2 separate regions of the Pan troglodytes genome follow, and region 1 is linked to region 2. Evidence: chromatin contacts called from public Hi-C data. All regions are on one chromosome and are shown on one strand. Each heading gives the region's core, a stretch centred on a gene start, on an enhancer-like site or on the middle of the called end of the contact. The rest is flanking DNA. Distances are from core to core; before and after follow the strand shown.

Region 1 (3,782 bases), core at 578-3,077, 130 kb before region 2:
GAAAAGTATTTTAAAATATTACTACCACATCATTTTTTTTTAATCTTCCAAGGCCAGGTTCCTCAAAATATCACACAGGAGCTGTTAGAAGAAATTTCAGTCCAACAAAATTAAAATTATTATAAGATACTAAAAGACTTACCTCTTGAAAGCAGTGGCACATTTTAATGCAAGGATATATGGAAAGGGAAAAGGTAAATCACTTAAACTACTTGATGCAAAACAGCAATCCTTCCAGTTTGAAATATAAAGTCCCATTTGGCTCTTAGTAGAGTAAGGAGAGTAGTAAAGAAAACAGCCATCTATGACCAATAATTTGTACATACAGAAGAAAGATTTAAATTTTCTTAACATGCCTTAATCCTTACTCATAAGAAGGAACAGGAATGCTTACAGACTATTAATTTAAAATATTCTAAAAATATCGATGTTATGTATAGATTTCATGCTATTAGGATGAACAGCTAATTATTTCTTAGTAATGATGCTTCATTAATAAGCATCTGTTTATGTCTGTTTATCAGTGCTATATAAATTTGTGTGGAATAGCTATCAAACTAGCTTAAAAACTAAAAACTAATAGTCCTCCTGGTGCTTTGAGGAAAAAGACAACCTAAGCATTTAACTTTACATCCTTCTGAACTCTTAAATTTTTGGTCATTGGTATGTATTATTTTTTAAATTAAAAAATAACTAATATAAATATAAGGTAACAACTCTCAACTTTAAAAGAGTTTTGTTGTAGGTATTTTGCAACATTATAAAAATCTGGGAAATATAATACTAACAAGTTTGACACTGATTCCAGAAAAAGTTTGACAACTTATGCAAAAAATGCATCCATTAATAGCACAAAACACCTACTCTTCAAAATGACACATCACTGACTAGTAAAGTGTGTAATTTATTTTTATTTCTCAATCTAAATATTGTGAACGAAAGGGCGCTACCAATGTGTCTCAGAGTTTCACAGACAACACACTTTATTTTCAGAGTAATCAAGTTTTTATTGTCCTAATATCTAGACACTTGAAATCAAGCTATTTTTAAATACACCCAGTTTGCAAATGCAAAGCAGTAACTTGCCTGAAAATGATGCAAAATATGTAGTAATCTCTTTTCTCCTGAACTTTGCACAGTGCTGGACAGCAGGCATGTGCTTAATAAACACTGCCAATTGATTAAGAAGCCATCATAAAGGCTCTATAATACTGCCTAGTTTCAGTTTAAAAATAATAAGCTTTAAATCATTTCAAATTTTATCACCAAAGCTGTGCTTATAAAACACAAAACTTAAGCTTGGTATTTTCAGATGTTTTAAATGCAGTACTTTTCCATAACCTGTTTGCTTTTACCTCTACAACTTTCTATTAAGAAGAGTTTTTTATGAGATTTCAAGAAGCACTAGTAGAAAAGATTTTAGTTAAGACACTTCCTTCAATGGATGTTTTTCTACTGAACTTGGAATTTAATAAACATAGTAAACTTCTGTTTTAGTCTTCTGTGTGGCTTGCATTTGACAAGACAGCATCTTTCTTTGCAGGATATCTACTCTGATTACTCGAAAATCTATTGTCTTAAAATAAACATACTAAAAAAAAAAAAAAAAAAGATTACGACCAAATACTCCTGAACACTCCATACTGTTTCTCTTCCTCACGTGAAAGAAAAAATAACATTCTTTTTTGAAGGACACTAGTTTTCCTCAATATATATATATATCAGAACTTTAGAAAGCCACCCGCAACCTCAAGACCGTATGTACAGCCCAGGAGCTGTTCTTCTAGAGCTCCTGCTCTCCCTCTCTCAGCAGCAGCCTGGAGTTTTGCCACCTTCTCTTCCAAAGCCCCAAAGTTGCCATGGCAGCAGTGCTACAGAAAGCACAGCCTCTTCATTACAGGAATTAACATTCAGAAGGGATTATCTCAGAGAATGGACCTATCCACACAAGTATTTTAATTATATTTTCCTGGGAACTGGCATTGGTAAAAATCATCAGGCCTGTAGACTATTTCCCTTTGTCTTCCTTTTAAGGTACATTTTTGTCACAATAAATCTGATCAAAATGATTTTACATAAATGACTGCCTTAAAGTATCATCCCTGAATTCCAAAAGCAATAAAACGACCATCATTATTCTCTCTCTTTTCTTTAGTTTTTTCTTTGCAAGTAGGATTACATTATAGAAAAGAATTATTTTTAAAAAAGATACTGTACATAACCTCTCACACGGCCAACTTAAATCCTTGCTCCTCAACATAAATTTCTGACTATCTGATAACATTATATTTGAACCGAAAGTGTTAAAAAAAAATAAACAAATAATTGAAGGTTGCTGAAAAACAGATGTGTGATCTTATAACTATGTGTAGTTCAAATAAGTTAATAACTTCAACCAATTTTTTTAATAAAAAGATACCCCCAAAAGGGAAAAACGATAAGAAACAGATTTTCAAAGTGTTCTGCTAACATTGTATGTTTAGTGTCCAATGGCTTAAATTTACTCATTTCAGAAAACGTTTACAACGAAAGTATTTTATAATTTGCTTCTAATGCTTTGCAAGCATGCCTTGTTGTTTCATTACTGTCTGCTTTTAAAGAATAAATTCTAACTTAAACTTATCTGAAAACAATGTTGTTAGCTCTCTGCTCTAAGCTAATGCTTCACATATAGACATGAGTCAAAAGTGGACTGGTTTTCCTAAGATTACCTCCTAGAAAAAAAAACCCTTACAAATTCATGATTTCCCCTCTCCTTACGATGAGCTGTGTAAGGTGACAGCAACTGTAACCACTGTTTGAACTTTTGGTGGCCTATTTAAAAGAATGAAAAAATTGAGGAAGAAAGATTCAAGATTTGCCTTGCATTACAAGTGCCAGCTGCTCAATGCTGTGTCGGGACTTACAAAAAATGAGTTACAGAGAGGTTACCTGGTTCAGAACATGTCAAAATGCACAAGTAGCTTTTGAATAAGTGATAATTGCTTTGCAGAAAGTACCCTATGTATATAAAGGCCATATGTTAATGAGGCAAATAATACTTCATCTCCCTTCCTTCAAAGAAAGTTGGTTTTGGGGGAGAGAAATGTAGAGTATTTCCTGGAAATTACCTGAAAGAAGAGTTTTAGTAAGAGCAGAAAGCACCCTTAGCCACCTACCCATTTTGCTGTTTACTGTCACCCTGGGATCCTCTTCTCTGTCCCTCTGCTAGCTCCTGAGAAGTCTCGGAACACACGCTGGTGACTGTGGGCTGCCGTGGGACATTAACTGCAGTTTTACCAGCGCTCAGTGCAGATGGAGACTGGTCAGCACTAAGATTGGCATTAGCATGCAGTCCAGATGCAGCGAACAGGGGAGGAGTGACGGCAGCCACGGGTGAAGGGGAAGCATGTGATGAGGTGGTCGCATGGGCAGGGGTGAAGGCAGACGATGGTGATGGGATGGATGTGACTTTTGGTGAAGACACAGAACCAAAAGGCCGTGGTGCCTTATTGTAGGCCATGTTGTTTGTGGAAGTGACTTTGGACACAGCAGGAGATGTAATGGGCACAGGTTTAACTACTTCTTTAGGTTCTCCCTATGTAAAACAAAAATAAACATACACAAAACCACACCAAACACATGCAAAATATATTTCACCGAAAAGAACACAGAGCTGATTTTTTAAAAGACAAACACAATCAGGTTAGCAGCTCAAACATCATGTTTCCAGATAAAAACAATGGGCTGATAAAGCATAACATGCATGCTAACTAGTCCCAACATGCATAACACAGATGCAC
Region 2 (4,198 bases), core at 1,016-3,515:
GTTTTAACCCATTCAAAATTTCTAGCCCATCACCCCAAATTCATAGTTGCAGATATAGATATTTGAGCCATAGGTATATTTAAAGAAAACATTCCTTCTTCTCATAAAGGGAAAATGGGGCAAAACATTCAAATAAGCCTGGTTTTTAAAGAAAAATTATATCAGGGAAAATAAAAATTACAGAAAATTGTATCAGAAACCGAAACAGCTTTTCTACTGGCGTGGTAGTATACTGAACTACAAGGCAATAACACATTACTTCAGTAATGAAGTAATAGGCACAGAGCACTAAAAAAGATCCAAAGGCCATGCCGGAAGTCAAACTGTATATATAGGTGAAAAACTACTAGTGGGAAGCTAATAACGAGCCACACATAATTCAATTGCTTTCCCGCTATAAAAGGAGAAGATTTTCAGAAAACTAATAGAAGGACTGTCCTGATATTGACACAATACAAATCAGAATCGTGTAAAGCCAACTGATATTTCACAGGCAGCCTGCCCTCCTTTATTAATCTTTAACTTGTGTCTGGGGAATAATATGAAAGTTAGGCTCAACTTCCTCTGGCCCCATTCTTCCCTACAAGAAAATGTATTTCATTTAGATTATCAACCCATGTACTTGCAACTTCCCTTTACTTGGGGATTCCCTTCCTAACTTCTCTCATTTGTTATTAAAATTCCTAGCACTGGCAAGGTCACAGCCACACTACAAAACCAGTGTCATTTCATTTCTAGTCACTGTCCGTTCATTTCTAGATGCTTCTTCTGCTAGCTTCATTTGGAATTCATCTGCCTTAAAACAGTCTCTGCCCCAAGCAATGGCAATATTTTTATTGGCCTTTCCAAGACTCCTCCATCTGGTTATTAGTGCCCAAGCCCTTCCTCAAATACCAAGCAGGCAGGAAATAGCAGCATACTCTTTCAAACACGTAGAAAAGGTTGGAATTTCTGTATAGTTATGGATTTTCTTTTAGGGAAAGTCTAAACAATGTCTTTGCTCTAGTACTAGGGAAGGAAGCTTGGTATTTCCCACACTTGTATCTCAGCTTCATTAGTGGGTGAGAGGGGAGAAAGGAGAACTCAAGATGAACTACACAGGGTGACAAAAAAAAGGCCTGAAATTAAAGAGAAATATCTTGAGATTCTCTTTCCCCGCAATGGAGAGAGAATGTAGGTAGAGCTGAAGAACTAAAGCCACAGGCACAGGATGAAAGCAGCCGACAGGACAGTTTTCCAGGAGGGATTCACGCCTAGCCTTGTTTGCCAAATAAGGCTACCGAACGGGCCGTTTCCGTGGCAGGCGGGTTCAGACGTCCTCCCCGTCAGGAAGGCGGACTTGGGATAGGATCTGGCGATCACACCCTAAATCTGCCCTGCCCAGCGCCGCCACGAATTTTCTTTCCAAGCTCTGCCCTGTCCACACGCCCTTCCTTTTTCCACTTATTGTAAAACGCACCGAAGGCACAGTCTTACAAAAGCCCCAACAAGTACTCAAGTGTTAACAAATCTCGTGTTCATGACAAATGTGTTTCTTAAACGAGCTTTATTTCTGGACGCGCAGAAGTTTTCCCCAAACAGGTTACACAAAACTGTAAATATCTGGGGGAGAAATAAATGCTTCTCAGTAGGCTGGGAGCATAGAAAAACTAACGCGCCTTTTCCTTTGAGTCCCGCTTCCTACCCTCCAAGAGACTGGCGCAGGACTGGGCACTCAGACACCACACCACGGTGGTGCCCGGCGACGCCGGCAGCCGGGTGGGTGGGAGCGGCAGTGCCCGGGAACCCGTCCCCGCCGGCCCTCGCCACCTCCGGGCGCCCTCCCGCGTCCCCGTCTCCGCTACGCTGGTCCCGGTCGGCCCGGGCTGCGGGGACCCCAGGGCTCGCCCTCTGGCCTCACGCGGACTCCAGCGCTGCCCTTTTCCGGGCGCTCCTTTTCCCAAGCTGCTCTCCCACCTCCGCCGCTCCGCGCCCAGAAAGCACCTGAGGAGCCATCCCTGCCCGAGGAGCGCCCCCTCCTCGTCCCCAACCGGGCTTCCCTTCTCGCGTTCGGCGCACAGCGGCCGGTTCTTTCCCTTCTCCCACCGGAGATCCGAGAGGCGCATCGCCGGCCGGCCGCCACTCACCTCGGGTCCGGCGCGGGCGCGGGGCTGCCTCCGCCTCAGACAAGGGCTGACAAGTGACTCGCGGTGCGGGCGCCGTCCCCACCGCCCGCGGGAACTTCCGCCTCCTGGCTCTCCCTCGCCCCACCCCCGACCCAGGACACGCCCCTCCGCTCCCGGCCACGCCTCTGGGCCAGTCCCAGCCGCGCCGCGCAGGGGCGGGGAAGGTGGCGGCGGCGCCGGGCGCTCGGGCTTGCTGGGGCTGGCTGAAGCAGCTGCGGAAAGACAACTGCGCTACCGAGTTTCGGTGGGAGTAGTCTTAGCGGATTTTGAGCGCTACCTGGCAAAGGTCTAACCCTCCGCTCGTCCGTTTTGTAGTGGGTGCATTTTTCTCTCCAGAAATTTAAATTGGCAAGCAGTTGCTCTGCCTAAAAATAGAAGGGTACTTTGGATAAATCTCTATCTATGCAAGTTCATCGGTTACTGCCTGCGTTTTTTGTTTTGAAAGAGCTTTCCATGCTCTGAAAAGTGCAGACCCAGAAGTTTACCTGTCAGGAAGGTGAAAACCGGTAACCCTAACAGATAGAAGTTAACCCTGTCCATCACACCAGAAGACAGTGATACATAAAAGCGGCCAAAAGTGATTCAACCACTGTATCTTCAGTTTATTTTTCTAAATCCAAATCAATAGTCCACTTTCCAGCCTTCTATAGGGTTGCTTGATACGCCCGAGGAATTTATTCATAAGAAAACGTGAATAATGTTCAGTGAACATACGGAAAGTAACTAGACTGTTACACTGTGAATTGGCTTATAAAACGTGAAAAGGACAATTCTTAACCAAGGAGCATATAAAGCAAGGATGAACTTCATGAGGTCCGTGAGCTCCCCGGCCCCCAGAAGTGCAAGCGAAATTCCAAAGGCGAAGATCCAAAGCTGCTCTTTCCCTAACGGTAGCCACTGGCCACATGTGGCTATCGAACAGTTGAAATGTGGCTACTGTAACTGAGACCATGAATTTTTTTGTTTTACGTAATTTTAAATAATTTAACATTTAAAACTGAAGCAGGATAACATTTCTTTACTTTTTTTTTCTTTGAGACGGATTCTTGCCCTGTCTCCCAGGCTGGGGTCAGTGGTGCAATCTCGGCTCACTGCAACCTCCACCTCCCGGGTTCAAGCGATTCCCCTGCCTCAGCCTCCTGAGTAGCTGGGATTACAGGCGTGCGCCACCACGCCCGGCTAATTTTTTGTATTTTTAGTAGAGATGGGGTTTCACCATGTTGGCCAGCCTGATCTCGAACTCCTGACCTCAGGTGACCAACCCGCCTCGGCCCCGCAAAGTGCTGGGATTACGGGCATGAGCCACCGCGCCAGGTCGTTAACATTTCTTTTAAGCACTACATTTAAGGACTAAAGTTGAAAATATAATGCCCAAATTGAAATGCGTTGGAAGTGTAAAATGCACACTGGATTTCGACGACTTGGTATGAAAAAATAATGTAAAATGCCTCAATAATTTTTATATTGATTATATGCTGAAATCATCATATTTTATGTTTTGTTAAATGATATATGATTATGGCCGGGCGCGACGGCTCACGCCTATAATCCCAGCACTTTGGGAGGCTGAAGCGGGTGGGTCACCTGAGGTCAGTAGTTCAAGATCAGCCTGGCCAACATGGCGAAACCCCGTCTCTACTAAAAATACAAAAATTAGCCGGGTGTGGTGGCGCATGCCTGTTATCCCAGCTACTTGGGAGGCTGAGGCAGGAGAATCACTTGAACCCGGGAGGTAGAGGTTGCAGTGAGCCGAGACCGTGCCACTGCCCTCCAGCCTGGGCGACAGAGCAAGACTCCGCACCAAAAAAAAAGAGTAATAATAATAATATTTGATTAAAATTAATTTCACTTTTTAAAAAAAATGTGGCCACTAGATAATTTAAAATTACTTATGTGAGCAGGGTGCAGTGGCTGACACCTATAATCCTAGCACTTGGGAGGCTGAGGTGAGAGGATGGCTTGAGGGCAGGAGTTTGAGGTTAACCTAGGCAACATAGCAAGACCCATCTCTAAAAAAATCCAAAAAATTAGCT

The links. A called contact is a pair of places that touch in the nucleus more often than the background predicts.
Region 1: a contact with region 2 is called in a Hi-C map of stem cell-derived neural progenitor cells, with 3 times the contacts expected there. The contact joins the enhancer-like site here to the promoter of PDLIM5 in region 2. A contact is called at or near these places in 1 of 7 Hi-C or Micro-C datasets (stem cell-derived neural progenitor cells) and 1 of 1 datasets of contacts at active chromatin or transcription factors (stem cell-derived excitatory neurons).

The regions. Positions count from the first base shown.
Region 1 is chr3:95,981,231-95,985,012 of NHGRI_mPanTro3-v2.0_pri, reverse strand. It overlaps PDLIM5 (PDZ and LIM domain 5), which reads right to left. Exons shown (of 13, transcript XM_517349.9): 5 at 3,159-3,577. Among named protein-coding and RNA genes, the nearest start is that of PDLIM5, 130 kb to the right of the region's middle. Within about 2 kb of position 1,827, at least 8 of the 24 cell types and tissues checked have an H3K27ac peak or open chromatin away from gene starts, as enhancers often do. A contact at or near this core is called in stem cell-derived neural progenitor cells, where this site is marked.
Region 2 is chr3:95,849,663-95,853,860 of NHGRI_mPanTro3-v2.0_pri, reverse strand. It overlaps PDLIM5 (PDZ and LIM domain 5), which reads right to left and starts at 2,265. Exons shown (of 13, transcript XM_517349.9): 1 at 2,127-2,265.